Regions from separate parts of the Hordeum vulgare genome. Here region 2 is linked to region 1. The links are chromatin contacts, called in public Hi-C maps. All regions are on one chromosome and are shown on one strand. The core of a region is the stretch at or near the end of the contact, and the rest is flanking DNA. Distances in the headings are between cores, read along the strand shown.

Region 1 (3,991 bases), core at 958-3,457:
CATGACAAGAATCAGACCACGAACATCACACGAGACGGCAGGAAAGCGGCTCTTTTTCAAGCATCTTCCCACCAAACATCCCCTTTGCTTACAGAAAGGGAGCTAATGGAAGAGCCATGCGCCCATGCACGGAGGCAGGCACGGAGGCATACGGAAAAGGGCCATGAACTGCACGTTACCTGGGGGCAAATGGGACGAAGCCCGCGCCAAGCAAGCCGGTGGAGCTGGAAAAAGGCAGAGGGGCTTTTCTCACGCCGTGAGAATGAGATTATGAGACATAGCAACGCATCACACGTTGGTCGCCCTAAATGAAAAGAGTAAAGAGCTCGGCTTGGATGAAGAAAGGAAGGAGGGAAGGGATGATATGATATGCAAGCCACCAGGAGAGTAGGAGAGGCAGGCCAACAACGGCAAGAAGGCCTTGGGACGCTTGCAGGGCGGGACTTGGAGATCCCAAACATCCAGTAGAGAAGCAAGAGATCGATGGGTTAGGTGGCCCGCTGCTACTGGCCTCCGTCGCGTTTATCTGGCCGTGGGGATCACCTGGTTGCCGCCTCGCGATTCGCGCCGCGGATCTTCACAGGGCGTCCCGTGCCGCCGGTAACTGACTACTGTTGGGCAGTCCTACAAGACAGGGGTGGTTGTCTGCTCCCTTGGGTCCGGGATAGATATGCCTTATCTGTGAAATGAAAGGTTCCTTTTTACCTTGTCCGCCGCTGTGTATATGGTGGCCTGTTGATTAGTTTCCTCATTATAGTACTATAGGATAAACGGATTGGAACCGAATTTGTTTCCATAAATGGAGAAGGAAGGTAGCTAACCCGACCCAACCCAGAGATGCTCTGAAAAGGTACCTGGGAGTTGGCATGATTGTTGGGAAACCGATCCTGCCTTTGCTGCCAACGCCACCAAATTTCATGGGGGGTGCAAACTCGATCCCGTTCATGGTTCATCCATTGGCGAGCATGTTTGCAAGATTCACGGCCCTCCCTGGTAACTGTGCACTTACCCGCCCTGCTGCGGTGCAATCATTCAGGGAACCAACGGCCGGGAGCCGCTGTGAAACGTTCCCCCCTCCCCCTTTTTTTGAGGATTACTCCCTTGCGCTGCCATCCCGCCACGGCAACGAGTGATTACTTGGTTGATTAGAGCGGAGAAGAGCTGACAACTGGAAGTGATTACTTGATTTGGACCCGTTTCTGTCTCTGTGCTCATCAAACGCCTATCTGGTTCCTGCCTGAATCGTGATCCGTCTCCGAATGTCTTGGCACATCGACGTGGACAGCGCAGAGCACAAGGCCGGTTACTTCGATTCGATTCATGGGGCTCTTTCTTCGGAAAGACGGATCCTTTTTCCACGCTGCCTTTTCCGAGTCGCAGGATTGCAAAAACAACGGGGGATGTCCGATTGGACTCGACATGATTTTCTCTGCACCATAGAAAACCAAGGAGGCCGCTTTTTTTGTGTGCCATTTTTATATTACATGGCAATTTTCGCTGCAGATCCTAACAAATCCCTTACAACAGCATGCCAATTTTATCTGTTTTTGCATGGCAATTCTAGGCGTTCGCTGAGAATCCAACGTCATTTAAGAAAAAACAAATGATTTTTTAAAGATGCTTAAGTGAATTAACCTATGTATTGTAGTGCAATGAATCCCTTAAAAAAATTTGGTATATTATTATTCAATTGTACGAATCAAATAACAAACATAGTAAAACTCCTTAAGGATTCTAATTCTTCAAAATTTATATGAAAATCCTTCTAATAAAAAATGCTCTTAGTCGATAGGAGTAGCTGCAAATACAAATACGTCATGACATGATCCTTTTCTTGAATCATCTTATGCTCGAATTTTCTTGTGGTGGTCACCTAAATGTTTCACACAAGCAAAAGTATACAAGCAAAGCATTTTCCTGCCCTAGGCAGAGGACCAAAGCATTTCTTGCATTTTTCCCTCAGCAGCGATGATTAGGCCCATGGGGCAGAAAAGAGAGAGGAGGATGGTAAGCTATAGGCCCATGCGCAAGTGGATCCGCAGCAGCATTTGTAATGGGCCTGTTGTGTTTCAGCCCATAGACGCTTTCGTCGTCATCGGACGGCCACGATTTCTGCTGAACTGAGCAGAGAGTGCTAGCAATGCACGAAAACCCTAGCGTCTCACGCCCGCCCCCACTATAAAGTCTTCCTCCTCCCTCTCCGCCCGCTTTCCTTCTCATCTCTAGCCTGCGCCGCCGCCTCCACCGCACCCCCCGAAAACCCTAGCGCTCGCTTCGCCACACCACCATGGCCGGCGCGCAGGAGTCCCTCGTGTACGCCGGTGTGATGCGTGGCCACAACGACGTGGTCACGGCCATCGCGACACCCATCGACAACTCGCCCTTCATCGTCTCCTCTTCCCGCGACAAGTCGCTGCTCGTCTGGGACCTCACCAACCCCATCCAGGCCACCCAGGACACCAGCTCCGAGTACGGCGTCCCCTTCCGCCGCCTCACAGGCCACGGCCACTTTGTCCAGGACGTCGTCCTCAGCTCCGACGGCCAGTTCGCGCTCTCCGGATCCTGGGACGGCGAGCTCCGCCTCTGGGACCTCTCCACCGGGGTCACCACCCGCCGCTTCGTCGGCCACGAGAAGGACGTCCTCTCCGTCGCCTTCTCTATTGACAACCGACAGATCGTCTCCGCGTCCCGCGACCGCACCATCAAGCTGTGGAACACCCTCGGTGAGTGCAAGTACACCATCGGCGGTGACCTTGGAGGCGGCGAGGGCCACACCGGCTGGGTGTCCTGCGTCCGTTTCTCCCCCAACAACTTCGCCCCGACCATCGTCTCGGGCTCATGGGACCGCTCCGTCAAGGTCTGGAACCTCACCAACTGCAAGCTCCGCTGCACTCTTGATGGCCATGGTGGGTATGTTAGTGCCGTTGCGGTCAGCCCAGACGGTTCACTCTGCGCCTCTGGTGGCAAGGATGGCGTCACTTTGCTGTGGGATTTGACCGAGGGCAAGAGACTCTACTCGCTGGATGCGGGATCCATTATCAACTCACTTTGTTTCTCGCCGAACCGCTACTGGCTCTGCGCGGCGACACAGGATTCCATCAAGATCTGGGATCTTGAGTCAAAGCACATCGTGCAGGACCTTAGGCCCGAGGTCCCAGTCTCCAGCAAACAGGTTTATTTCCAATTCCCACTACCAGTCCGTTGTTTCATATTTCTCTGATTGTTTACTATTGTTTAGTTCCTTGTGGCTACGTAGATCTGTTGCATTTTGTGTTCTGTATGTATTGTGGTAATCAAATTGATGATTTACAATGTGCTAGCTTCATGTTGGAATTATATTTTAGCATAGGTTCTGAACATTACCAGTGATGTTTTTAGTTCATCACATTATGTAATGTAGCTGAAATCTTGCAAAGTTGTGCTATTGTGCACTGTAATTTAGAACTAGTTGATTTAAGTTGGCAATGATAAAGACTTATTGCGAGCATGTAATTAGATAGCAATCTATCTGTTATATCCAGTTATATTATCAGCACATGTTTACCAGTACCATTTTTGTGTGTTCAGTAGATTGTACTATTAACATATATTGCAGTACTTGTTCATGGAATGTGTAGAGATCTACTCGTTCTGTATATTATTTGTTATATCTTTGTATGAAATATATTTTTGTTCATCTTCCATGGAGCCTCCTAGCCCTAGTATCAAGTGAGAATATATAGGAAGCACCAGCATTTGCTGTGCAGTTGCTCTAATGCATAGCTAAATCTATTGTGCGCTGAGTGGTTTCTTACCATGGTCCATATTGTTTGCACAGATGCTCTACTGCACTTGCTTGAGCTGGAGCGCGGATGGCAGCACTCTCTATGCTGGTTACACTGATGGAACCATTCGCATCTACAAGATCTCTGGGTTCAGCTACTCTAGCTAGATTATGTATCTTGTTTTAGTGGCCTCTGTTCCGGTAAAACGGCTGTGGTATCTTCTTTTT
Region 2 (3,991 bases), core at 710-3,209, 230 kb after region 1:
CCGTTTGGGTCGGCGCGGACAAAAAAGATGGCCCAACGTGCCGACCCATTGCCAAAACGCGTCCGCTTCGCGTCTGCACTGACCCATTTTCGGCCCAAATTTGGGACTGAAATGCGTCGGCGCGGACGCGAAGCGGACGCCCGCGCACCCCCTGGGTGTCCGCCCCCAACCACCGCGGTCAACATAATTTATGACAGCTGTCATCATCGGGCCCACGCCTCGGCGACCGCGGCCGGCCTTTTTTATTCCGAGCGTGCAGTGGGTTCTACCACTCGCTTCCAGAACTCGCCACCTCCTCGACGACCAAAGCAACTGAAACCCTAGCCCACCATGGTCGGCGGCTTCCCAAACAAGGGCAAGGCCCCGCTCTTCCCCCGTGCCACCTCCCCGCCGTTGTCTTCCCGGCCTCGCCAGCGCGTGAGCGTCCCGGTGACCAAGCACGGTGGCACTGGGAGCACCGCATCGCACTCCCTTACCCCAACGTCAAGCTGTCGCACGGCTGGCGCCTGGATCTGGAGAGGATTCCGGTGCCGGCCGTGCCGCGGTCGACGTGGGTGCATTTGGAGGAGATGACTAAGCGACGGCGTCTGCTGACCGCGGAGCAGCGGCGAGACCCCCCATACGCGTCCGACTCCCCTAACTCGGAGGTGTGGTTCGAGGTGGAGCACGAGGAGCAGCGCCGCCGTGGCGTGCGCCAAGTGCAGCCAGGAGGCCCTCCGCCGCCCCCGCCTGTCGTCAGCGACGAGGACCAGGAGGCTGAGACCGCCTACCACGCGGCGCTTGTTGGTGTCCTCCGCGACAGCGAGGAAGAAACTCGGCGCGCGGTCAAAGAGGAGGAGGCGTACCAGCGGCAGCTCGCGGAGGCCATGGCACTGTCGGCCGCCGCCGACTGCGTTGTGCCACCTCCGCCAGAGCCGGAGCCCGAGCCTGAGCCCGCGCTACCACGACAAGTCTACTAGTGGATCGACGTCGTCCAGGAGTTCGTCAGCACGCCGCCCATCTGGCTGGGCGTGCCCCCGTTGCAGGAGCAGGCCTACCTCGAGCATTGGAGGTCGGTGCACCTGCACGCGGAGCGCGGCGAAGGCGTGCGGCTCATGGAGCAGGAGAAGGAGGAGGAGGAGGAGCGACAAGAGGCGGCGGAGGAGGAGCGTGCTCGTGCTGCTGCGCTGCCACCGCCACCACCGCAGCCCGTGCCGGCAGGGCAGACAACAGAGGCGCACGCAGCTGCGCTCTGGAACTCGGCGTTCGCCTGGGTCGGCCCTGCGCCAACGCTGGTCGACCTCACCGGCCCCGACGACGATGACGACGACGCCTAGGGCTGCATGGACGCAGTTTTAGGTTTTTTTATTTTAATTTAATGTAATGCGGACACGACGCGTGGACTATCGCCGGCCTTCGTGGCCGGTTTTTAATGTTTAATTATGCTTTATGTTTGTTTTTCGCCGGCAAAAAATGGGTCCGGCCAGCGTTGGGCGCACGAGCCGACCCAATTATGGAAGTGGACGTTAGTGTTCGCCTGGCCGACCCAAACGGACAAAAAACGGACGAAATCGCTGTCCGTTTGGGTCGGCCTGTTGAAATTGCCCTAAGCGTCGACCCAATTACAAAAACGAACCGACCCGACCTAAACGGATAAAATACGAACATAGCACGCGTCTGTTTGAGTCGGTTGGTTAGAGTTGCTCTTACCTCCGTCCCAAAATAAGTGTCTTAAGCTTAGTACAAATTTGTACTAGAGCTAGTACAAAGTTGAGATAGTTATTTTGGGACAGAGGGAGTATTTGTTAGGTTGGATTGTAGATGTTTTTAGTGACGATTTGGCCAGGTGGCCGGGACGGGTGGCAGCATCCGACAGACTGGAAGATATATATATTGAATGAATAGTACTCCTATAGATTGGACAGAGTACGTGGCACCCATAAATATCGCCGGCACGGAGCTGCAGAAAAAGCGCAAAGCGCGCCGAGATATTTTGGTTGACTGGCTGGATCCAAAAAAGAAAGCATCCATCTGCCAGTGTTTACATGGCCGAGAAGCTGCTACGTCACCCAGGCTGCTCCACCGTCCTCCCCGCTCCACTCCTCTCCCCGCCCTCCTAAGCCTTTAATGGCGACAAGACGCGGCCGTATAAGCGCCAACCAACCACAGTTTCTTCTCCCTAATCCTGCGCGACGGAGAGAGAGGGGGAGGAATCATTCCCCGCGGCCGCCCCCCGCGGAAAGCCTCGCCGCGCGCCCACACGTTTTTATTCCGCGATTGGGACGGCGATGCGCGGAGCGGGAAAGGAGTGGCGGGGCTGAGCTCTCGCTGGCTGTGGCGCAAGTGGATTCACGGACAGGTGCCGCCGCCCGCCGCCGCTAGTTGCTAATTTGTGGTCTTTTAAGCCTTTCGGAGTAGTTCTGGACCAGAGGAGCCCCGAGCGAACGGCTCAGGTTCTTGGCCGGACTGTTCTTGCCGGAGCTTGGCGGTTCCTGAACTCGCGGCTGAGGCACTCTGATCTGATTCTGCCGGAGGAAGGAGGCGAGCGGTCGCTGAGGTAATTCAGAATTTCCCTGTTCCCTCTTGAATGGCTACTTGTTCTTATTTGCAGTAGATTTACTTAGTCATGCTGTCGGTCCAAGCTTCGGGGTTGCTTTAAAGTTATGGCAATTAACTGTGCCCCTTTCCATGGTTATCCTTTCCCCTGTGCCCTCCATAATTCTTCTAAGTGTGCATCTCACTGAGCTCTGTCATGCCTCTGTATTTTCGTGACTTCTATCCTCTGTTGTTTGCCGCATTGTTGCCTTCATGATAGACCCCGCTAAAAGAAAAGCCTGTCGTTTAGATGCTATTGTATTATTTATTTAGTCATAGATTCATTCACTTACGCCTGTTAATGCTCTTAGCACGTGCGTCGTTAGAAGTATGAACTGCGTTCATGCTTGTATTTTTTCTAGACCTTGCTTTGGAAGTCGGGAGGTAAGTATGTAGGGCAAAGTACCAATATTGTGCAAAGTGACATGAACAGTTTCAGAAGGAAAAGAAAATAAGTTAAGGAGTCTGAACAAGTTTAATGACCTGACAGTCCAACTTCATAGAATGGGATGAAAAGACTATCAAAATGACTTTGGTAAGACCGTCAAAGTTTTATATTTTACCAGTCTTGTCCTTACCATTTGGTACCAATCTATAACATGCTGTAGAACATGAAGTTCTTTTATTTTAATAAATTGATGGTACTTTGCATAATTTGTGATAAATGGGTGATTTGAAATTTGAACTACCTACCCTATGTTTCGCCTTTGTGCAAAATGTGCAAATTCACATATACGTGTTTCGATTTATGTAAATTTTAACAGCTATTGTCGTCCTCCAGCTCTTTCTTTCTTTTCTTCTTTATACTAGTTTCATTTGGCCTAGACAGGTATATCACACCACAAAATGACTTATGTCCATTTTTTCCCTGTTTGCTGCAGAAGTTTTAGGCAATTTTCTTAAACTGAACTGCATACAGTCATGTCAGGTGGTGCTTCCAAAAGATTTGGTGAGAATGAAGACTTTGAACTTCTGCTGAGCAAAAGTGATATCAGAGAATCATCTTACCGCAAACACTCCCTGTGGATGGCACACTGGACAAGAGATGGCCACAGTGCAGAACCTCAAAATAGCAAGAGCTGTAGTCCGTTTGAGGAGATCGATGATGTCGGATATTCAAAAGATTGTGGGAATTTACCTTTTGAGCTCATGAAAGCTAGGATGGCTGAAAGGTTGATGGCTGGAGTGAGCCATGGAGGTGCATCTTCCGGGAATACACAGCAATTCAGTTCTAATATGTGGGGTATAGCACATGATGTTTGCCAAGAAGTTCAATGCAAGAATACTGATCAGTTTAATAGGCCTTTCGAAAGATCTATGGTACAGAAAAATCTGAACGTATATGCTGCTAAGACAGTGATATCAGAAAGATTTTCTGTACATAAGCCTTCAGATTTATCTGTGGATTCTCGTAAAC

The links. A called contact is a pair of places that touch in the nucleus more often than the background predicts.
Region 2: a Hi-C map of seedling shows a contact between it and region 1, with 4 times the contacts expected there. The contact joins the promoter of LOC123444141 here to the promoter of LOC123444140 in region 1. A contact is called at or near these places in 3 of 6 Hi-C or Micro-C datasets (leaf and seedling) and 1 of 1 datasets of contacts at active chromatin or transcription factors (embryo).

Annotation. Positions count from the first base shown.
Region 1 is chr3H:439,195,299-439,199,289 of MorexV3_pseudomolecules_assembly, forward strand. LOC123444140 (guanine nucleotide-binding protein subunit beta-like protein A) reads left to right here and starts at 2,208. Exons shown (of 2, transcript XM_045120760.1): 1 at 2,208-3,172; 2 at 3,818-3,991. The coding sequence starts at 2,288. The coding sequence ends at 3,931. LOC123444138 reads right to left here and starts at 1,497. Exons shown (of 8, transcript XM_045120759.1): 1 at 180-1,497.
Region 2 is chr3H:439,425,702-439,429,692 of MorexV3_pseudomolecules_assembly, forward strand. LOC123444141 reads left to right here and starts at 1,960. Exons shown (of 4, transcript XM_045120762.1): 1 at 1,960-2,536; 2 at 3,494-3,991. The coding sequence starts at 3,496.